5 separate regions of the Mus musculus genome follow, and all the other regions are linked to region 3. Evidence: chromatin contacts called from public Hi-C and promoter capture Hi-C data. All regions are on one chromosome and are shown on one strand. The core of a region is the stretch at or near the end of the contact, and the rest is flanking DNA. Distances in the headings are between cores, read along the strand shown. Region 1 overlaps Smagp (small cell adhesion glycoprotein). Region 2 holds the start of Lmbr1l (limb region 1 like). Region 3 holds the start of Gpd1 (glycerol-3-phosphate dehydrogenase 1 (soluble)). Region 4 holds the start of Fkbp11 (FK506 binding protein 11). Region 5 holds the start of Tuba1c (tubulin, alpha 1C).

What was found. Promoter capture Hi-C pulls out the DNA fragments that hold promoters and counts their contacts. A called contact is a pair of places that touch in the nucleus more often than the background predicts.
Region 1: a contact with region 3 is called in a promoter capture Hi-C map of liver, with 3 times the contacts expected there. The contact joins the enhancer-like site here to the promoter of Gpd1 in region 3. A contact is called at or near these places in 3 of 39 promoter capture datasets (erythroid cells, liver and pre-B cells), 3 of 484 Hi-C or Micro-C datasets (embryonic stem cells and uterus), 2 of 115 datasets of contacts at active chromatin or transcription factors (memory CD8 T cells and pancreatic cancer cells) and 2 of 9 other capture datasets (adipose tissue and liver).
Region 2: a Hi-C map of liver shows a contact between it and region 3, with 2.9 times the contacts expected there. The contact joins the promoter of Lmbr1l here to the promoter of Gpd1 in region 3. A contact is called at or near these places in 2 of 39 promoter capture datasets (both in liver) and 1 of 484 Hi-C or Micro-C datasets (liver).
Region 4: a contact with region 3 is called in a promoter capture Hi-C map of liver, with 2.2 times the contacts expected there. The contact joins the promoter of Fkbp11 here to the promoter of Gpd1 in region 3. A contact is called at or near these places in 2 of 39 promoter capture datasets (both in liver) and 1 of 115 datasets of contacts at active chromatin or transcription factors (bone marrow-derived macrophages).
Region 5: a promoter capture Hi-C map of liver shows a contact between it and region 3, with 6 times the contacts expected there. The contact joins the promoter of Tuba1c here to the promoter of Gpd1 in region 3. A contact is called at or near these places in 6 of 39 promoter capture datasets (embryonic stem cells, erythroid cells, liver and 2 more), 3 of 484 Hi-C or Micro-C datasets (CD8 T cells and liver), 4 of 115 datasets of contacts at active chromatin or transcription factors (embryonic stem cells, large pre-B cells, memory CD8 T cells and 1 more) and 2 of 9 other capture datasets (adipose tissue and liver).

The regions. Positions count from the first base shown.
Region 1 is chr15:100,620,152-100,624,387 of GRCm38.p6, forward strand. Smagp (small cell adhesion glycoprotein) reads right to left here. Exons shown (of 4, transcript NM_174992.4): 3 at 2,478-2,558; 4 at 1,188-1,875. The coding sequence ends at 1,697. It overlaps Dazap2 (DAZ associated protein 2), which reads left to right. Exons shown (of 4, transcript NM_011873.2): 4 at 1-610. Among named protein-coding and RNA genes, the nearest start is that of Dazap2, 6.6 kb to the left of the region's middle. Within about 2 kb of position 2,175, at least 61 of the 459 cell types and tissues checked have an H3K27ac peak or open chromatin away from gene starts, as enhancers often do. A contact at or near this core is called in adipose tissue, liver, memory CD8 T cells and 1 more, where this site is marked.
Region 2 is chr15:98,915,945-98,920,235 of GRCm38.p6, forward strand. It overlaps Lmbr1l (limb region 1 like), which reads right to left and starts at 2,154. Exons shown (of 17, transcript NM_029098.3): 1 at 1,906-2,154. The coding sequence starts at 1,977. It overlaps Gm41396 (a long non-coding RNA gene), which reads left to right and starts at 2,025. Exons shown (of 5, transcript XR_001781764.2): 1 at 2,025-2,112; 2 at 2,969-3,078.
Region 3 is chr15:99,714,289-99,718,970 of GRCm38.p6, forward strand. Gpd1 (glycerol-3-phosphate dehydrogenase 1 (soluble)) reads left to right here and starts at 3,299. Exons shown (of 8, transcript NM_010271.3): 1 at 3,299-3,360; 2 at 3,864-4,041. The coding sequence starts at 3,320. It overlaps Gm16537 (predicted gene 16537), which reads right to left. Exons shown (of 3, transcript NR_155353.1): 3 at 1,246-1,551.
Region 4 is chr15:98,726,710-98,730,936 of GRCm38.p6, forward strand. Fkbp11 (FK506 binding protein 11) reads right to left here and starts at 1,489. Exons shown (of 6, transcript NM_024169.4): 1 at 1,248-1,489; 2 at 974-1,039; 3 at 502-589; 4 at 191-224. The coding sequence starts at 1,376.
Region 5 is chr15:99,027,471-99,032,083 of GRCm38.p6, forward strand. Tuba1c (tubulin, alpha 1C) reads left to right here and starts at 2,421. Exons shown (of 4, transcript NM_009448.4): 1 at 2,421-2,954. The coding sequence starts at 2,952.

The DNA of each region.
Region 1 (4,236 bases), core at 925-3,424, 900 kb after region 3:
TTCAGGTTTTGTATATCTCCAGGCAAGGTGAAGGGTACCCTTCGGACCCGCCTCATAAACCATCTCTGCATCACCATGAACCCAGACTAGCTGTGGTGCCAGAAACCTGAACTTAAACAACAGTTCTCAGTGCAAACTGTCCTAGGAAAATTTAAAGATGACAGGCAGGGGAGAAGATGCATATCAAAAGCTTGGCTTTAAAGTCTAAGGGAGTTTTAGATCAAAAACTAGCTATCACTTCCTGAGTGTCTCATGTAGCCACTCAGGCTCCCAGGAGTTTCCTGAGGTAGGTTAGTAGGGTCACGTGAATGCCTCACTATGACATGACTTGAGTCCAGTGAGATCTCATTAGGATTAATATTTCAGGGATCCTTAATATTTTGATTTGTTTTCCGAGATTGGATTTTATTTTATCTGCTATTTCAGTTCATCTAAATCTTGTGTTCTGTACATGTGATGTTTGACTGTACCATCGACTGTTATGGAAGTTCAGCGTTGTATGTCTCTCTACACTGTGGTGCACTTAACTTGTGGATTTTTTATACTAAAAATGTAGAATAAAGACTATTTTGAAGATTTGAATAAAGTGATGAAGTTGCATTACACCTCACGCCAGCATTCTTTACTTAGCATGTGCTCAGATGGCTTCCTTTATATGGCAGGTCTTTAACATCCCACCCAGAAACCAGCTAGTGCTCCCATTGCTGTTTCTTCAATACGTCTTTGAAGTAAATGTAGGTGTGTCAGGCTAGGCTTGACTGCTCTCCTGGGTTCCACTAGAGATGATCCTGGACTCACAACTGTAATCCAGTACTCACGGGGCAGAGGCAGGCCGATCTGTGAGTTAGAGGCCAGCCTAGTCTACCCAGAGAAACCCTGTCTCAAGGGTAAAAAAAAGAAAAGAGCTTTACAGATGGGATTGAATGCCAGGTCTTTCTTGGCTCCATCTATATTATACACAGGGATCTGGGAGATTGTGGCCCTTGCCAGAATTGAGAACAAACCCACTTATTTCTCATGTGTTTCCAGTGATGCTTGTCTGGGACAAACCTGGGTTGTCCTCATTGCCAACTCCTGAATAGTTTTGAGAACTGTAGAACTTCCATTAAGTCCTTAGAAAGATAACACATACAGATGAGTTAAATAAGAGAAAATGATGTAAAAAGCTTAAGCAGAACAAGGAAAAATTTAGTTCTTGAAAATGAAAATCTGATTTTCATAAGTTTAATTAGGATAAAAACAGTAGAAGTTTGAGGCTGATTGGGGAACAGTGGGGCTCAGATCAAACAAAGGCAGTAACATTCTCAGACTCCTATCCCCTCCCTGGTCTGACCCCTCCCTGTGGTGTCCTGCCTCCAGAAAGACTGGATAGCACTGACTGGGGCTATTGGTCGTCAACTAGGGAGGGGACAAAGTGGACCAGCATGTGACCTCACTTCCAACTCAGGCATGGCCCCTCTTTGGTGGTCGGTTTCGAGCACTGTCCTTATCAAGGCCCAGCATCATGAACAGCTTTCTCCGTGTCTCTGGACCCTGGAGTCAGTGATTCCGGTATTGGGGGCTGTGTCCTGGGAGGTGAGTGGATGTGCCAGTATCACCCAACGCCACTCCCTGGCTTTAGAGCAAACGTTCCCTAACTACAGAGGCAGCGGCTTAGTGTTGGAGCCAAGAATTGGCCCCTCCAGCCTGGGAAGCATTAGATGAAGTACTCTTCCTTCTCTCTGCCCTTGGCTGAGTCAGTCTCCATCTGGAGGATGGCGCTGGGCTCCCCTTCTGCAGGCTCATAGGTGACGTAGCTGCCTTTGTTCTTGTACAAGTGAAAGAAGATCAAGGTCACCACCGAGAGCAGGGTGAGGAACACCACGGTGATAACAACTTGGAAGGGAGAGAGAGGGAGAGAGGGAGACATGTTTCAGTACTACAAGGGGCCCTCTGAATTAGGCCATTACTTCCTAGTGGGGTGCCCCTCGAACACAGCTTGTCCAGGGCACAGCATCCAGAGGTTCTTGGTACTTGGCTATAGACATGCTGTTTTGATTTCTGACAAAATTCAACTTCCTCCCAAACCAGTTTCTGATGATCATGCTAGAAACCAGGAGGGAAATAAATAGCTCATGCCAACAGGAAGGGTGTTTTAAATACAGAGCTTCCTATGAGAGCCGCTCTGGTTCTCCCCACTCGCTCGCTCTTCCTCACCCACTCGACAAGCCACATATACCCTCCTCCCAACCCACACACCCCAGCTGAGCAGCCACATAACCGTGCCTGTGCATGGTCACTCCCAGCCTATCCCTTATGGTCATGCCTCTGGGTCTTTCACAGCTATGCATGTGTCAGACCTACATGCCAGAATGAACCCCGTTACCCTGACGATGTCCTTCCTGTATAGGGAACATCTTAGCAGTCACACTGGGTTCCAGGCTGAGCAAGAGGTCTCAGTTCTGAGGCTCCTTGAATTGGTACACTGGCATTATTACCTGCAATGAGCGCTGTGCTGGCCTCTTCAGCTTGTGGGGACAGGGTCTCAGGGGCCTGAAAAACCGGCGTGGTCATCAATTCTGGGAAGTTGAGGAAGGGGGAAAAGAAAACGGTGAACTCTTTGTCTTTGGCATTCTGTCACGACACCATCCTGGAGAGTTGCTCAGTGGTTAGAGCACAGGCTGTTCATAATATGTAACTCCAGCCTGTGTGGCCACCAGGCACACATGTACACAAATATCCATACAAGGAAAACACTCATATTCATAAAATACAGATTTAAAAAAGTTCATCGAATAGTGTCTACAGGAACTCCAAGCAGAAAATCCTGGAAAACAGAGATGGAAGCAAACTATTTCCAAATGACAACATTTTTATGATTTTCTCTCTGTCCAACACAATAGTTAAAAATAGGGGCTTGAGCTAGGTGTAGTGATGCACACCTTTAATGCTAGCTAGCACTTGGGAGGCAGAGGCAGGCAAATCTGCATTCAAGGCCAGCCTGTCTACAGAATGAGTTCCAGGACAACCAGAGCCACAACATGCGTGAGACCTTGTTTCAAAAAACAACTAAATAAATAAACAAACAAATAGGAGCTTTTGGCTTGGGGGTGGGGGTAACATGCTTTTAATCCCAGCACTCAGGAAGCAGAGGCAGGCAGGTTTCAGAGTTCAAGGCCAGCCTGGTCTATATAGAGAATTCCAGGCTAGCCAGGGTTATTGAATGAGACCATGAGGGGGTTGGGTTTTGCTAGGTGTGGTGACATGTCTATAATCCCAGAACTCAGGGCTGAGAAAGATTGTTCAAGATCCTCCTGTACTATATAGAGCTCCAGGCTACAAATACAATCCCTGTCCTTTGCCAGCTGTGCGCCCTTGGATAAGAAAGAATCACCTAACCCATCTGCATCGCTCGCTGCAGATGCTAACGGGGTGACAATACCTAGTTGTACGATTGTAACTATGACACTACGACAGGAGGGTTATAGTAATGTAAGGGGCACGTTGAGTGCAGAGAGAGAGAGAAGGGGGGATGTAAACGTCTGTGTCTCTGTGTGTCTGTGTATGTATGTGGTATGTGTCTGTGTGTGTGATGCAGCATCATGGTGTATCCAGTACATTTTGCAGCGTTCTACATACTCTAACATACTCCTGCCCGTGGGGTGTACTTGTGGAAGTCACAGGGGACGAGTTCTGGGCTCCATCCTCACCATCCTCTCGGTTTGACACAGGATCTCTTCCTGTCCTCTGCTCCCTACACTGGCTGGCCTGTGAGGAGTCTCCTGTCTCCACGTCCCACCTCACTATGGCAGTGCTGAGCTGGCAAAGGCATGCTGCTGCCAGGTGCCCTTCACCTTTAACCCCGGTGTTTAGGAGATGGACAGGTGGATCGATGCGATTTCCAGGCCAGCCAGTACCAGTGGGAATGTTTCTAAAGCAAAACAAATGCATGATACCACCTATGGCTTTACTCAGGTTCTCATGCTTGTACAGCAAGGGCCTTGCCCACCGAGCCTTCTCCCCGGCCTTACATATTATAAACGTGATTTCTAAGTAATAAAATACTATTCTTTTTTTTTTTTTTTTTAAGATTTTTTAATTTATTTTATGAATATGGGTACAGTGTTGCTGTCCTCAGACACACCAGAAGAGGGCATCAGATCTCATTACAGATGGTTGTGAGCCACCATATGGTTGCTGGGAATTGAACTCAGGACCTCTGGAAGAACAGTCAGTGCTCTTAACTGCTGAGCCATC
Region 2 (4,291 bases), core at 904-3,403, 800 kb before region 3:
GTAGGCACAGACAAGCTCGATCTCACGTGTCTTCTAGTCTCCAAGATAAACAGACCCTAGAGGAAATCTGTACAGTGACAAAGAGGAGACCAAGAAAGTCCTGTGTCTAGAATAAAGTGATAGCTTTTGATTTAGGAAGTCCCCATAGGAAGAGCCACTAAGATGGAAGCTGAATTTTCCCAACAGCTCCTTCTCTGCCCCTTTTGGTCTTGAACTTGATTAACAGCCAAGAGGGTAGTAGAGCTCAAAAGGTCAGGCTTGGGGTTCCACCCACTTCCAGGACAGGCTAAGCTGTTTCAGTGCTCGCTCCCTCCCTCTCCCATGGTGTCTCTGTGTAGCCCTGGATGTCCTGAAACTCACTCTGTAGACCAGACTGGCCATAAACTCAAGAGATCCGCTTGCCTGTGCCTCCTGAGTGCTGGAACTGAAGGCGCGCACCCCCACCTCCTACCTGGGTTGTTCTCTAGTTTCTAGATGGGAGCCACATTCAGGAGACACTAGAAACGTTCACTTGCCCCTGGCTGGAGCTGATGTCCTAAGCTAATGGCTTAGGAGGCAGAAACACATACTGAGCAGTTTCTTCGGCCTCATCCCTCCAGGTGGTCAGTATCTTATAAGGCCTGGATGTGCCCCCCCCTGGCCCCCCACCGTGATATGCCCAATCCCCAATGTGTACCTCTCCCAAGGAACACAGAAGAGATGCTACCCGACTCTTATCCTGGGGCTAGATACTCGTATGCCCTCATTGGTAAGGGCAGACCTAGTCCCCTTTACCGTTTCTTCAATCTAAGCATGCCAAGGGGTAGCCTAAAGCTCAGCCTGAGAAAAATGAAGAAAGACACCATCTGAGCCCTCCCCTTTATTCAGTAAGATCTCCTTCCACTCCTCCAAACCCTTCCCTTTTCATTTAGTATGTGCAGAGCTCTCTGGGAAAACAAAACAAAATAAAACAAAAAAACCCAGCAGACAAAGAGATTATCATTCAAAGCAGGCCCAAGGAAAATAGATTTCCCTAAGTCCCACGGGTGCTCCTACCCTAGAGTAGTACACTGCCGTATGGAAAGTTCAACTGCAATTCTAGATTAATGCTTAAAGAATAAGAAATACAGGCTAGATGCGCTCAGGATCACTGCGGACCCGGGACCCTCCCACCCCCACCCCACCCCACCCCACCCCACCCACACATGAGAACTCACACGGGATGGCTGGAAACCCAGTCTGAGTGTCAAACAAATTATCCGGAAGTCGTGCGGGGTGTGTGTCATTGTATTGGCTTGTGTTTGGCATGCTGCATGCCAGAGGCCCAGGATTCAATCACAGAAGGAATGAAAACAACCACTACTACAGGGGAGAGAAAACAGGCGGGGAAACCTCGGTGTTCCTCCATCTCCACTTCTTACAACCCCATCTCGTCGGACAGGACTTCTTTCTTCCTTAGTGGGAGGACCCACTACAGCTCCCACTTTTCCTTCGCCCCTCGCGCCACCATCGCATGTCCCCGGTTAACTGCTCAATGTGACCGAGTCTCCCTTCATTTCAACATCAACCATGGTTGCCCTTCATCTACTTTTAAGGGGGAACACGCACACTAACTTGTCCCGAAGCAAATCCATCCTTTTCCAGAGGATCAAACGCTCCACACTAGAGGACCCCCATCGCCAGGAACGCCCACGGGGGTGGAGTAGAAGGGGCGGGGGGAGGGGCGAGCGGCCGAGGAACGGAAACCCGGCGGCTTTGTTTACGGCTCAGGGACCCAGCCGACCCGACCGGGAGTTCACCGGCCCGGCCCCGGCGCTCGCAGGGGTCGAGGTGCTCCGGAGCCCAGGCAGCTGGACTTCCCGTCTCCATCGCGGCGCGCCCCTCCCACCTCGGCCCGGCCCCTTCCCGCCCAGGTCCCGGACTCACGATGCACTCGCGGACCCTGTCGTGGAACAGCTGTTCTCGCACGGATAGCACTTCGTAGTCAGCTGCTTCCATACTCTGCTCAGCATGACTGGGGCGGGGGTGTCTCCGGGCCCGGGGAGGACGAGCGGGGATGAGGCCGCCGCCGCCCGCCAAGCACCCGGACCCAGCCTAAGCGCCTCTCCTCGCTGCCCGTGACGGAAACTCAAGGTAATCTGGGGCTCAGATTCTGCGGTCGGACGCCCCGCCCTTAAAGGGGCAGGCCCCAGCCCGCCTAGTCTTAAAGGGCTCGGGTCCCCCTCGGTCCCCTCCCCTTTAAGGTGGGGTCACTCGCAAGCACGTTTCAACGCAAGTACCCGCCGCCCGGCTACGCGGAAGTGCCAGGCTTGGTGCCCAGTGACGACACAAGGCCTGGGCGGGTTTCTTCAGAGGAGCGGAACTTACTGGTTCCTCGTAGACTGTCGGTCATCGCTAGGAGTGCGCTGATAGGACATTCTGGGAAAGGAGGCGGGATGTTTTTGGCCTGTCGAAGCTGTTCTAAAACTAAGAGTCCTTGTGGTCCACGGCTGAGATGTGAGGGTTGGTTCCAGGATGTGTATCCGTCAGGATTTTAGTTTAAACGAATAAGGTTGGGATCAGGTCAGCCCGTCGAGAAGATGTAAGCACCACGGGGTCTTCTGAAGGGACGGCTGCCTGTAACCCAAAGGTCCATAGCGTTTTCTTTTCTTTTTCTTTATTTTTATTTTTGGTTTTTCGAGATAGGGTTTCTCTGTGTAGCCCTGGCTGTCCTGGATCTCACTCTGTAGACCAGGCTGGTCTCGAACTCAGAAATCCGCCTGCCTCTGCCTCCCAAGTGCTGGGATTAGTGGCTTGTGCCACCACTGCCCGATGCGTTTTTTTATTTGTTATTGGAGTTTCCCTGCCACTCCAGACAGCTTTCACACAGTTATTTTTGTGGAAGGCCTAGGGTATTAGAGAACAAATAGTTAAAAAACAAACCACAACAAAAACAAAAAAACAGGAGACTTTTTAAAAATGTCATGAAACTTTTGTTTTGTTGAGACAGGTCTTGCGATGCAAACCAGGCTACCCTTGAATTCTCAGCTTCCTAGTTGATTGCATGTATTACCAGGCCCAGGCTATCCCGAAACTGAGGAAATATCCCAGGGAATATTGGTGAGTGGGTTGAGTAAAACATTAACTCCCAAACATTAACTCCCTGCTATGTGCTGTTCTCTTTATAGCCTTTATCTAATTTTAATGTTTTAACATTTTAACGTTTTAACGTTTTAATTTGAAACTAGAAAATAGAGGTTGGCCCAGTCCTACTTTGAGATTCAGAAACCATCTGGGCATTGTGGCACACGTCTTTTAATTCAGCACTAGGAAGGCAGAAGCAGGTGGATCTATAAATTCATGGCCAGTCTGCCCTTTACATAATGTTTTAGGACAACCAGAGTAACATGGTGAGAATTTGTCTCAAAAACAAAATAAATACATCCCGTGTATACATTTATGTTTATATAGTTGGCCCTCTGCATTGTTGGGTTCTACATCTGTGGGTTCAGCTAATCTCAAACACAAAGCAAAAACCATTTGGGAGGGGTAGCTATAGAGATGGCTCAGTTGGTAACAGGAGAAGGACCTAAGTTCCATTCCTAGCACCCACAATTAATGAGTAGTGCAGGCTGGTGAACCCGGGGAGGTGTGGACGGGAGGATCCCTAGGGTCTGCTGACTAGACTAGTCAGCGAACCCTATTCATGTAGCCCCAAGTCCTAATGAGAGACCAAGTCTAAAAACACATCTGGGATACAAAGAGAGACCCTGCTTCAAAATACAACAGCAAAATACATCTAGGGCTGGGAATGTTACACAGTGATAAAGAACTTAGCATGAGCAAGACCTTGGATTTGATTCCCAACACCATGAAAAAAAGTCTTGGGAACAAAATTATGTCTGTACTGAACATGTGCAGATTTTGTGTTCTTGCTGGTATACCCTAAATTTTGTTTTGTTTTTTGTTTTTTGAGACAGGGTTTCTCTGTGTAGCCCTGGCTGTCCTGGAACTCACTCTGTAGACCAGGCTGGCCTTGAACTCAGAACCACCTGCCTCTGCCTCCCAAGTGCTGGGATTAAAGGCATGCGCCACCACTGCCCGGCTATACCCTAAACTATTTATATAATTTTTACACCGTATTGAGAATTATAGGTGCTGGAGTATTGGTTCTAAATATTTTGGGCGATATGCATACGTTATATGCAAATTCTGAGTTGTTGGCATTTTTTTGTTGTTGTTTTTTTGTTTTTAAGACAAGGCCTCTCTATAGTCCCAGCCTTCTCAGAATTCAGTGTTTAGAGAAGGCTGGCCTCAGATTCACTGAGATCCA
Region 3 (4,682 bases), core at 2,049-4,548:
TGGGGAAATGAGTCTTTTCCCCGGGGACTCTAGGTCGTATCAGAGGCTTGTGACCTCAGCAATGCCCTTGGGATAGTCCCTCCCACCTCCATCATGAACAGACAAGGCAGTGGCACTGCTGGTGTCTCCCTCGTCCTTGAAATCTCCAGGTCACTTGCTGGCTGGAACAAGCTGTCCTTTGGCATCTGTGGGCCCCTTGAGCTTGATGAAACTGGGCTCTGTTCTCCCTAGGGTGCATGCCCATCCAGCTGTTGCCAAGGCCCCGGTGACAGCAGGTTTCTCTGTTTCCCATACAAACCCATCAACCTCATGCTTTTCAGGTTCCACGGACAGCCCCAAGATAGCAGGGTTCTCTTTGTGTTGTATTCCTGTGTATGTAACCAAGGCTGACCGTAAACTTACTATGCAACTGCCTCCTTCTCCCCAAGTGGAGATTACAGATGTGTGCCATTACAGCGCCCAGTGTAAGAAGTCTGTTCTTTTTTTGTTTTTTTTTTTCAAGACAGGGTTTCTCTGTGTAGCCCTGGCTGTCCTGGAACTCACTTTGTAGACCAGGCTGGCCTCGAACTCAGAAATCCGCCTGCCTCTGCCTCCCGAGTGCTGGGATTAAAGGCGTGCGCCACCATGCCCAGCTAAGAAGTCTGTTCTTAAACCCAGTGTGGATGGCCGCTTTAGTCCTGTGTTGAGTAGATAGGGCTGCCTAGCTGGCTGCTCAGACATCAGAGATGCTCCTTGGGAAAAGCAGGCAATGCCTGCAGTTCTACCTGCTTCCACCAGGGGGCTCACAACCTCCTACTGCACTCCTGCCCAAGAAAGTGTGGAACATTGGATGAGCCACTGCCACATCCTGTAGTCAGCTGAAAAATCTTACTCATCAGTACATTGATACATGCCTTTAATCTCCACGCTAGGGAGGCAGAGGCGGGAGGGTCTCTGAGTTCCAGGCCAGCCAGGATTACAAAGGCACTATTTCACAAAAAAGTGAATAAAATTTTACCCACTGAGCAGCTGGGGGTCTGCTGAGTAGTGTTGTCTGTCTGCTGCCAATCTAGAACATCCTGGCTTCTCTGAGTTGAGAGGGTTAAAAAAAAGGTGTAATCACTGGGTCTAGAGAGAGCGGGTGACTGAGCTGGCATCTGTTTTTACCCAGGCTAATTGCACGTGTAATGAGTGGCCGATGAATCATCAATTCCAAGCAGATACGGCACAGCCTGCTCTTGGAGAGGCTTTGGTGGCACAGACAACTTCCTGTTAACGAGCATTCTCTTTATTCCTTCGTGAATGGCCACGTGCTTTGTCTCTCCACACAGCCTAATAGGATGTAGGGGCAAAGAGAGGCGGGAGTATTTAAGCAAAAACAAGGATCCGTTTCAGGCATAAATGCCCATTCTTTAGGGTTCCTATCATATGTGCCAGGGACAGGAACATCCTTTCTCTTCCACCCCTCGTAATCAGCGCTCCCAGCTGGCGGCCTGGCACCGGAGCCTTCATCTCTGTGCCAGTGTGATAAAGGAGAGGTCTGTGGGAGGCTAGCTCTGCATCAGGCAGAATCTGATAGAAGAAAAACAACTAGCTATTGATTGATTTCAGTGATTCTCCCCATCATTAGAGACTGCCTGGCCGCGAGACCATGATAGGCTGCCTCTGTGTAATCCCCGAGCTGAGAAAAAGACATGCTTCCAATCCTGACCTCCTACCCACTTCTCCTCGCCGCTGGTGGCATTGGTGACACTCCCCTCTAACCTAGTGCTGATTACTGTCCCTGGCCAGGGGCAGCCTGGGGGGGTGGGTGGCAACACTCCATTAGTGGTGTGCCAAGCCAGGAGGTCTGCACATGAGCATACAGTGGCGCCTGCCCTGTGGGTCAAGGTGCAGCACTGGAGGGCGAGAAGCCTGCGCTGCGCTTTCCAGAGTGACTTGGAAACCCGAGTTCCTCCTCTTAGTCAAACAGATGTCTGTGGGTGCCATGGAGCCCAAACTGCTGGATATGGGCCTGCCTTTCTCCCCCTCCCCCAAAGCTACACACCCACACCGGCATCAGAGACCACAGAGCTGCGGAGACATGGCTACCCTTGAGTTTTAGAGGCTGCTGCTGTAACTGGCTTCTCTGGCCCTGTCTAGAGACTGTAACCAGCTGTTTAATTTAAGGGTCCCTGTGGGATAAGCAGAGCCTGAGAGAAGAAATTGAAGGGAGATCAGGCTTATCCAGGAGCATGTGCTGGCCACCACCTTCTGCCCTTCCTGAAGCCTGGAAGGAGTGTGGGTGGGCCACGTGTCACCAGTGGCCTTTGACCTTCCTTCCCTTTAGAGACCTTCAAACGGAGATTATCTGAGGTGAAGGGGCAACCTGTGGGTCCCTGACCTGCAAGTAACCAAGATGACCTTGTTATTTTTAGTTTTCCAAGACAGGGTTTCTTTATGTAACCCCCCCCCCCCCACTATCTGGGAACTCACTCTGTAGACCAGGCTGGCCTCAAACACACAGAGATTCACCTACCTCTGCCTCCTGAACGCCAGGATTAAAGGTGTGCACCACTATGTCCATTTTCTCCCGAGATATTTTAATCCTTGGTCGGGGTGGGGGTATACACCAAAGCAGCCCCTTACTGTGTATGTGGTATTGTAGTATTATTCCCTAGAAGGTGCTCACATCCCTTGATCCTCTCACCCAGAGCCCGTGGTGGAGCTACCATCATGGGACATCATGGGAGTGGAACAGCTGAGGATCTGGGGGAGGCACATGCTAGCTAGCGAGAGCGATGAGGCGTTTGCCTTTGAAAACATCGCTGTTGCTGACGCTAGTGCTTTTTTCTCTCTCTCTCTGAAACAGACTAGCCTCGAACTCATCGAGACCCTCTTGCCTCTGCTTCCCAAGCGCTGGGGTTAAAGACATGCACCACCATGCCGAGCCCTGTCAGTTGCAGTTTATTTCAGTGCTGGAGACTGAAGGCATAGCTGGGGGGGGGGGGTGTGATAGCTGGGGGGGGGTGTGATAGCTGGGGGGGGGGGGGTGTTACTGTTTCTTGACCAGACTCAATACCAATACGTAGGTGGAGAACTAAGCCGAGGCCAAACGAGGGAAGAAGCTGGCCAGCACTGTCAGCTGGGAACTCGAGAGGAAAAGCTGGCCTGGCCTCAGCCTCAGTCCTGTTCTCCACCTGTCTGTCCCCTTTACTACCCTTTCTGCAGGCCAGACTCCTAGTCCCTGGGTGCCAGCCTCTGGGCCACCTCAGGGGCGGAGCTTGGCTGCACCCACGTGTGGTGGAGTTAAATACTCGGAGCCCACACCCGCCGGGGCAGAGAAGCAGCAAGCAGCACCATGGCTGGCAAGAAAGTCTGCATTGTCGGCTCTGGCAACTGGTGAGTGGTTCTGTGAAGGGCAGGGGGGGAGGGAAGGGCTCTCCGAGGGCTGAGGGGCTCCGCGGAGGGAGGCTGGGTGAGCAGGAAGCGGGCAGAGGGTAGGAAATGCCCTCAGGAGCCAGCTGGACTCCTGCTGCCGTCTCCAGTGCTTACGGTACACAGGACAGTCTGTGCCCAGCCTCCCGGCTGTGCCCGCCTGGGCGCTGCACCTGTTCACCACAGGAAGGTGAGCAGAGTGCTGTTGCCTTCCCTGCCTGAGAAGCTGCCTGCGCGGTGTAGGGAAGGCTAGCCCACCTCCCCAGCAGCAAAGACTGGATAGATTGAATCTTCTATTGCCAGTTGTGGGAGACACATTCATCATAGGGGACCAGGGTGGGAGTAGGGGGGCGGAGTGACGTGAGAGTGAGAGGCAGGAGGTAAAAAAAAATCCAACAAGCTTTATGAGTTCCTCCCCCTCCTCCCTGTCACCCTAGTCCACTTTCCTGTGTTTCCTCTCCCGCCAGGGGCTCAGCCATTGCCAAGATCGTGGGTAGCAATGCAGGCCGGCTGGCACACTTTGACCCACGGGTGACCATGTGGGTGTTTGAGGAAGACATCGGGGGCAGAAAGCTAACTGAGATCATCAACACTCAGCACGAGAATGTTAAATACCTGCCAGGGCACAAGCTGCCCCCCAATGTGGTGAGCTCCAACTCGATGTGAGAAGAGAGAGAGAGCGAGGCAAGGAAAGGGTATACTCAGTCAACACGCAAAAGTGACTTCGAGGTGCCTCCTTCCCAGAGGAGGGGAGGAGGCCACTGTAGGCGCCCGCTGGCTTGGTGGAGCAGCAGGCGGGGTGCTCTAGGCCTGGAGTACCCCTCCCCCATTAAGCCCCTATATTACTCTTTTGGAATCTTTCTGGAATCTGAATGTACCACCCCTTAGAGGTGCTAGGTGGAAAAGAGGGGTCTCCATGGCAACCAAAGGCTGGTTCTCAGGCTCCCGGACTCGGGGTCCAACTTCTCCTGCCTGCCCTGAACTCTAACCCTGTTACTCATTCACTGGTTATTAGCAGATCTGAAGGCTGATCATTGGACTTTTGGTCTTTGGTCAAATCCATATGGCATTCTCCTCACCTAGAAAGGGGGGACAGAGAGTCCGCAGGGAGACTGGGGCTCCCACTGCCAAGTTCGGGCCCCTAAGACGCAGCAGTGATGAAATCTTAGTTGGCCTCTTCCCCCTGCCAGGCCTAGGCTGCCTTTGGCAGTCTTCACTGACCCATAGCCAAGGGCTAAACGTGTGGCAGCGTGGAGGCAGGCGTGTTCTAGGAAGCTTCAGTGCCC
Region 4 (4,227 bases), core at 239-2,738, 990 kb before region 3:
ACTCAGCCTCCCCCAACAAAACTGACAGCTGGAGAGATGCCCTGGGGGGGGGGTTCCCATTAACCTGCACCTCTCCAGTATGAAGTCAGGGGCCCTTTACTCTACAACGTCCTGCCACTGGAGAAGGGATGACAGAGAAACCTTCTACCCGGAAAAAGGAGCAGTCAGGCCCCGGCCTTCAGATACTCACCCCACACACATGTCCAAAAGGCTCTGCTCCAGACCTTGAGGAAGAAGGCAAAACTGAACTAGAAGCTACATATCTTCCCCACAGTACCCAAGAGGAAAATCAAAGGCTCCCCGTCATCAAATGAGCTTAGCTCCACTTCTCAGACTCTCTGCCGCAGTGATGTGTGGGGCAAGAAGAGTGTTAGAAGTGGAGTCTGAGGTAGCGGGAGAGCCTTGGGATCCTTTTCATTCTAGCGGCTGTTCCAGAGCAATACAGCCGGCAAGCAAGCAAGGGCTTAGGCTAGGGAGAGGTCAGAGGCACGGGGCACATACCTGGAATCACCTGCTTTTGGCCGAGTTCTATGACCAGAGGATCTCTGGTCAGAGAAGTGTCAATAATGCGTCCATCTACCAAACTGCCCTGAAGACAAAAAAAAATGGTGGGTCTAAACCCACCATTCTTCCCACAATTTGGGACCACCCGGAAGGAAGCAACCCCTTTAACAAACTTGTGTCCTGTCCCCATCTCCTTCCACCCACCACCACCATGGGCAAGAAGGAACAGGAAGCCCCACGGGGCTGGCGCTTCTTGGAGCTCTCTCTATCCTTCTTTTCTCAGCGCTGGAGAGGAATCGGCAGAAAACAAGGAAGAAAGAGAAGCAGGCGAGAGGACGCCCCCACGTGCGGGCTGATCCTAGGACTCAAGTTCTCTAGGATAGCTTGCCACGTGTCCAAGCCAAAGCTGACGTGTTTCAGCCGGGCGCCGCCCCTCCCAGGCCACGCCCCGGACCCCCAAGCCCCTCACCGTGTAGTGTATGTGGAGCGTGTCTCCAATGGCAGCAGATTCCGTGCACGATTCAGGGGGCTGCACCTACGATCAGACTACAAGGGTCAAGGCTGCTCCTCCTAAGCTCCTCTGGAGACCCAGCACCTTTTCCCCCAACTCAGTTCCTTCGCTTCTTTCCTCTTCACTCTCACAGGACCATTTAGAGTCCCAGGCTTCCCCGCGATCCCTGGCCGTAAAGGGGAACGGCGGGACATGGGGTGGGGGGAGGGGAGTGGCACCACAGTCTCCTCACCAGGGTCTCCACTTGGAGGGTCCGGACAGGACTTTCGGTTTCTGGCCCAGCCTCAGCCCGGCACACCGCCCCACTGAACAGTAGCAGCAGTAACAGCTGGAGTGGTAGGAGCAAAGGGCTCAGGGTCATGATTGGACCGGGTCAGAGCACCAGGATACCAGGGCAGGCTGTTCGGGTGCACGCGACCAGGACGGGTTCCCTCACTCCAGGCCAGACTGGTATGGGCGGGTTTTCAAGGCGCTAGCTCCTCCTCCTCCTCCTCTTGCAGCCCTCCCTCCACTTTGTCCCCACCTCCTAGAGGGGAAGAGACTGCAGAATTCCCTAACCTGTGATGGAGGTCGCGGATGGTGACCCATCTAACAGTCTTTCTGACCCATGACGACGGCTGGATCATGTAATAGCACATATTTGCCATTACCAACTGTAAAGAGGGGCGTTCGTTTGTCTCTAACCTGCGAATGGCCAGGAAAGGGAGGCACACACTTGTCCCCATTTCATAGCTAGGGCACTTGCCCAAGGTTAACATGGCAACTGGTGACAGTACTCAAGCACAGGGCTAGCATTTGTGCTCTGCTCGGTCTTCTAAGATCTGTCCCTTTCCACTAAGCCCAGAGGCAGGTGTCCAAGTCGGCTGACCCTTCACACTCCTGTTCATTCTGCTCTCGGGTATGTCCAGAAAGAGCTGGCGGCTTCTCCAGCCTCCTGTCTTGGGAAGCATTACGGGGCATCTTCCTGTAAAAAGTGATCCATCACAGATCTTCTCCTACCAGCAATGGCGTTTCCTTCCTGTTTTCCACAAATCCTTTTCACAACAGCAGCACGGACACCAGTCTTGTGTTTATGCAAGGACTTCAGTTTTTAAAGGGGGCTCAAGTAATTTTAGGCAGCCTTACCAGTTTCGAATTTCATGGTCTGAACACTCACTGACAACCTAAGCTGTGGTACCCAGCTCCTGGTCACTCACTCAAAGGCTGTCTGGCATGGTGTCCTTCCATACCATATTTATTCTCAGGCTGTTTCTTGGTTCGTTGTCTTCTTTAGCATTGATACCGGTTGTAAACACAATTCCACCTGTGTGTCTGGCCAGCAGCTCAGACTACACACACACACACCCAACACACACTTCCTCTTATTTGGAAGAACCTGACCTCCCTGACCTGGCTGTCTTGGTGGTTCTCCTGTACCGACATTCTGAGATTTCTTCCATCTCTAATACCCAACCAGTTTCCTTTGGGATTTCCTCTTCCAGCCCCATTAGCGAGTGCCTCCATATATAATGCTATCATTCTAATTAAGCTCTCATGTTCTCTGGGGGTGGCTTTGTGGTATTGGGGATCCAGTCCAGGCAGGGCTCTGCTCATACCTGGCAAGCGCCTTAGTTAACACCCCTAACCCAGGAATTATTTTTTAAATGCTCATTGTCAGAGGCTGGATAGATGGCTCAGTGCTTAAGAGAGTTTGCTGCTCTTCCAAAGACCAATTCCCTGCACACACATCAGATGGCTCAAAAAGTCTGTAACTCTAGCTCCAAGGACTCCAATGCCCTCGTCTAGTGTCCATATACACAATAAAAATAAATCTTAAAAAAAAAAAAGCAAAACCCTGCCTTCCAGATGTTGTGGTACACACCTTTAATTCCAACACTCAGGGGGCAGAGGCAGACAAATTCCTGAGTTTCAGGCCATGTAGGACTACACAGTCAAACTCTCTTTAAAGAAGCAACAAAAACAAAACACTGGAACCTGAATTGGTACAGTGGGATAGGGTGGTGCACACCTTGAACCCCAGCATGGCTACATAAAACCCCCCTCAAATACTAACTGAAGCCACAGGCGGCAGGAATTCCTGGGGTTGGTAGCATGCTGTGTCTTGAGGATATGGGGTTTTATAGATGCACTTTAAACCCGTCAAATGTGTGCCTAACTTCTGTGCATGTGGCTAGGGAGGTAGCTCAGTGAGAGAATGCTTGTTTTGTTTTGGTTGGTTGGTTTTGTCTTTTCCACACTAGGTTTCTTTGTGTAAACCTGGCTGGCTTGGACCTTGCTCTATAGACCAGGCTGTCCTGGAACGCAGAGATTTGTCTGCCTCTGCTTCCTGAGTGCTGGGATTAAAGATGTGTGCCACTTTCTACCAGGCGCTTTATTCCTAGAGTATAATTCCCAAGCACCAAAAATAAATGAATAAAAATATAATATAAAAAATGTGCACCTCACCATATGAATATATATTTGAGCAAATACAAAACTACACTTCAAAATCTCTCTGGGAAACTAGAAAGTTGTGGCTAACAGACATAGACACAAGTATTGAAAGCACTGTTTTAGGCTCCTGAAAGGGTACCAACATAGTCAGGAAGCCGGTCGTTTCATGCTCCACTGTCAGCAGTGGGCCCCCTCCCTTCCTGTACCCGGAGAGTACATGAGAAGTTAAGATGAGTTATGCTCTAGCAATCAGCTGATCACAAGGAGGGAGGGAACGCAGGTCCTTCTTGGATTTGAACCACAAAGATGGAAGCCTAAGTAAGAAGAGACCCACCATGCTAGCCCAGGGTTACCTACCACCAAACACCTTCTAATAGAGAGGGAGTTCTATCTCCATCCTGACCCCCAAGCGTCTCTCAGATCACTCTCTACACTGCTCCGTGCGGTCATATCGCTAAAAGCTTACATAATTCCATACCAACTGATAAACAGAATTGAGTCCTTGACAATTAAAAACTTGTCATCCAGCCCTAATCTCCATTCCTGAATTGGTCATTTATTAAACTGGAAGTCTTTTTTTTTTTTTTTTTTCCTTAAAACAAGTCCAGGCTGGTTTTGAACTTGGGATCCTCCTGCCTCAGCCTCCTAAGTGCTGGGATTAACAGGTGTGCCCCATCGATCTTGGCTCTGAAAATCTTCTTAGAGATAGAGCTGTGTCTCTTGCTTTTGTCTTCAGTGTTCACGCCTTGTGTGAAAATACTTGCTAACTGAACTGAGTC
Region 5 (4,613 bases), core at 1,171-3,670, 690 kb before region 3:
TTGTTTTGAGACAGGGTTTCTCTGTGTAGCCCTGGCTGTCCTGGAACTCACTCTGTAGACCAGGCTGGCCTAGAACTCAGAAATCTGCCTTCCTCTGCCTCCCAAGTGCTGGAATTAAAGGCATCTGTCACCATTGCTCGACTTCTTTTTATTTCTTGCGTTTTTATTTACATAGACTATGTGTTTGCTGCGGCATGTGTATGGATGTCAGAGGACAACTTTTGGGAATTAGTGTTACAGGATACTTGATTATTGTACATAGAAAAGCTAATTGTTAGCAAAATATAAGAGTTTAAATAGATAATTGCATTTGTCAAAGGCGGCTAAATGAGTCCTGTAGAGATGCAGTTTAGGTGCGCCTCTAAAAGCCTCATTAGATAAGAATGCTAAAAAATGGAAAGTTCCTGCTAACTTTAAGGCAACTTGCTTGGGAGAGGTTCTCTCTCTCTCTCTCTCTTCCCACTTTCCCATTTCCCCTTTCCCCTTCCCTCTTCCCTCTCCAGTACTCTCTTTCTCCCATCTCCCCTTCTCTCTCTCTCTGCTTGGAAGAGTCTTCTTTATGGAAGGAGCTCCAAGTAAGGGCTAGGGATTTTTCTCTTTGACTTACAGGAAAACAGAGACACAGCTGGCAGGACACAGGTAAAACAATATTCTAGGAAAGAGAGCTAAGAAGCCCTCTCCGGTTTGGAGGAGCTCAAGAGAAAAGTAGACTAGCTCTGTAGATTGACTCAGAAAGAAATTTATTTTTTTAAAAAGAGATTTATTTATCTAAGTACACTGTAGCTAAAAGAGGTTTATTTATTATTATATCTAAGTACACTGTAGCGGTCTTCAGGCAGCACCAGAAGAGGGCATTAGATCTCATTACAGGTAGTTGAGAGACACCATGTGGCTGCAGGGATTTGAACTCAGGACCTCTAGGAAGATCAGTCAGTGCTCTTAACCACTGAGCCATCTCTCCAGCCCCAGAAAGAAATTTCTAAAGAGCTAGCAGTTTAGTTGTGGAATCAGGCTTGTAAATAGATATTTTGTATGTAGTTAAGAAAAAAAAGAAAAGAAAAGAAAGTTGCCTTGCTGAGCTAGCAGGTCTTTACCATAGTTTAAGCCTCTGGTACTTTATTGGTATAAAGATTAGATAATTTAATCAGTTACAGTTGGTTCTCTCCTTACACTGGATAGGTCCTGGGAGTCAAACTCCCAAGTTCCTCGGGCTTGGTGGCAAATGACCTTACCACTGAGCCATCTTGTCTGCCTGTATTGTACCACTTTTCACAGCCATCCCTGGCATTCTAGTCTTTTCTATTTGAAACAAAGTAGCCTGGATCAAATTTGCCAGTCTTGTCCCCTGCCTGCTGAAATACAGGTATGCATCATCACATTCAAATAAGGGCGGCTTTTTAATTTGTGTGTGTGTGTGTGTGTGTGTGTGTGTGTGTGTGTGTGAGAGAGAGAGAGAGAGAGAGAGAGAGAGAGAGAGATTCTGTGTACGTGCATAGGCCAGAGGTCAATATGTTCCGTCTTCCTCTATGACTCTCCACCTTTTTTTTTTTTTTTTTTTTTTTTTTTTTTGAGACAAGGTTCCTCACTGAACTCTGATACTGCAAGAGCAGCTGGCCTGTGAGCTCCAGGCTCTTCCTGTCTCTCTCTCCTTAGTATGAAGAGGACAAGCAAGCACACCACTCCAGTTCCTTAAACTTTCCCAGGGATCTGTCTATCTCCTCAGCAGGACTGAATGGCACTTCTGAGAAATCTGCTTTGCGGAGTTGTTCAGACAAGTCTGTCTAGTGCAGGGCAGTGGGGCAGGGAAGTCCAACGTCTCCCGCGGTGGAGACACTTGCCTGCTTTGTTTCCCGAACTCTCCTCTCCTCTTGACTGTAAAATGAGGAGAGGAGCCCCCGGGCTCTTGGGCCAGAGAGAATGTGGTACTACAGAGTGAACTCTGCATCCCACAGACGCAGAGAAAGGAATTAGTGTGGATCGCCTGGGTTTAGCTTGAGCACTGCAGCGGGGACCCATCTTGGGGGGCGGGGGGGAGTTACGAGTTCCTCTCATAATGGGCCGAATAATTTTGTGCCTCTTAAGGCTCTTAAGACTCGGAATGTTTGCTTAAAGAGGAGCTGAGGCAGACTCTGCCTTCGAAAATAAAAGGGCGCTCGGGATGCTCTGGCAAATATCCTCAGGACTTGGGGGAAGGGTGGGGAGAAGGGAGGAAGGAGGAGAGGGCTAGCCTTCTAGAAGGCGGGAGTAAAGAGTAAGGTGCTTAGGACCCATTGGAGGCAACTGAGACCTAGGTTAGGAAAGATTGCCTTCAGGGGCTGCAACCCTGGTGATGTTGTAACCGGCTTTGGCTTGAGCTAACTTCAGCTCCACCCCTCCCACTGTGCCGTCAAGTTGACTGGGCGTTTCCATCTTGGCCCCCTGAAGCTGTCGCAGTCACCACCCTGCCGGCAGCCCCGGGTCACCTCTCTGGCTCACTCTTCCGGGCTCCAAGGCCTGGGTGGGGCGACCGAGCCACAAGTGCGGCGGCGATCAGCTGTGAGTCCCCGGTGGCTGAGCCAGGCCGCCCCCCTCTCTACCTGGGACTTTCTTCCGGCCAGAGCTCCACAAAGATCTCGCTGTCCTCCAACTTCCAATCGCCTTCCCCACCTTCTTCCCCGCCCCACCTGGCCCTGGCGTGGACCCTGGGTGTCTCCTCCCCTTCCCACTTCCAGCTCCTTCTACGGAGTTTGATTTGAACTTTCGAACCCGCCAATCATCGGCTTCGCTGCGGCCCGGGGCGGGGTCCGGTGTCCGCCCTCCCGACGCGTGGCCCGGCCAGGGTATATAAGCCCTGTCCTGGAGGCGGACCTTACACAGCTTCTCCCCCGGACTCCTTGGTAGTCTGTTAGTGGGAGATCTTCGTCACCCTTTTTCACTTCCTCAGTTTTCGCGGACCACTTCAAGGACTAAATATGGTGAGTATGGCTTTGGGGTAGCGGCGAGGTCGTCTGAAGGGACCGCGGGAGCTGAGGGCTGCCCGGGAGACGATACCTGCAATAGCCCCACGACGGCCGCCTCCAGTTAGACTGGCTTCTGGCGTTTGGGGTGTGAGAGCCTAGTCCACTAAACTAGTGTCGCTTTGGGCTGGAGGGCTCGTCCCGATCCTCTGTCTCGATCCTCCTGGGAGAGCATCCCGTCTCGGCCGCCGGTCGCTCCCGGAAAGGCAGGGAACTTTCACAATGATCACGAGAGTTTGGAGAAACTCAAAGGTCTCCATTTTCCTCAAATGATGTCGCTCTCCCAGCTGGGATAGCCCAGAGGACCTCGTGCGCTCTGGACAGGACTGAGCAAATACTTCCGGGCACCGTCTCCACGCCCTGTGACTCGCTGCTGAGTCACCTGTGGCCAGTCCCCGGCCCTTCCAGCTGCAGCTGTGCACCTGAGAAGGCGAGCTCCTCCGTAGGAGGGAATAATTGGCGTCAGATCCCCTAAGCCAGCCTAGTTTTTAGTGTTACTTCAACGGCATATTTATATTTAGCCCAGTTAAGAAAAAATGTCCGTAAAAAATTTTTTTTTCAATTTAAAGCTAGAGTAAACTACCAACAGCGGGTTTTTTTCTCTCCCTTCCCCTCTCCCCCCCCTCTCTCTCTCTCCTTCCTTCCTTCCTTCCTTCCTTCCTTCCTTCCTTCCTTCCTTCCTTCGATAAAGGGTTTCTTTGTAGCTCTGGCTGTAATAGAACTCACCCTGTAGACCAGGATGGTCTGGAACTCAGAGCTCTGCCTGCCTCTGCTACCTGAGCTGAGATGAAAGGCAAACCACTTGGCTTGCACTTTGGTTTTTGAGTGTCTTATGCTCATGCCAGTCTTGAAATCATTATGTGGCCAAACATGACCTTCAACTAAAACCAAGATCCTTCTGTCTCCACTACCCAAGAGCTAGGGTTATTCACCTGGTTAACAATGTATTAGTTCAGTTTTCAAGAAAAAAATGGGTGAGGCTATCAAACCCTGGGCTCTGGAGGCAGCGGCAGGAGTATCTTCTGAGTTCTGGTCAGCCAGCACAATGAGACCCGGTCTCAAAAGCAAACAAAGTTACCAGGAACTCAGCCCGGCTTGGAGGAGAGTGGCTAGTTCTCTAGACTTTGGAGGCTGAGACAGGGAGGGGGATTGCTCATCATGAGTTTGGGGCTCCTTAGTCCCTAGTGAGTCCCAGGCTAGAGCGGGCTACAGAGTGAATAATTTCGGTAAAAGGAACCTCCCTGCTAAATAAGTTTTAACTATTTGAGAGACCATTTACCTAGCCTGCACCTGGTCAGCTGACAATAGAAATTTAAAAGAAAGGCTGGAGAGATGGCTCAGCTAAGAGCACCAACTGCTCTTCCAAAGGTTCTGAATTCAAATCCCAGCAACCACATGGTGGCTCACAACCATCCTTAATGAGATCTGATGCCCTCTTCTGGTGTGTCTGAAGATAGCTACAGTGTACTTACATATAAGAAATAAATCTAAAAAAAAAAAATTTTTTTTTTTTTAAAGAAAACCCCATCCCAGTATTGTTTAAGGTCTATGGAAGCTTTGGGGAAGTGAGGTGCACAGCCCTCAGGTAGCGCAAGCTGCCTCTGTCTATAGTCCTGG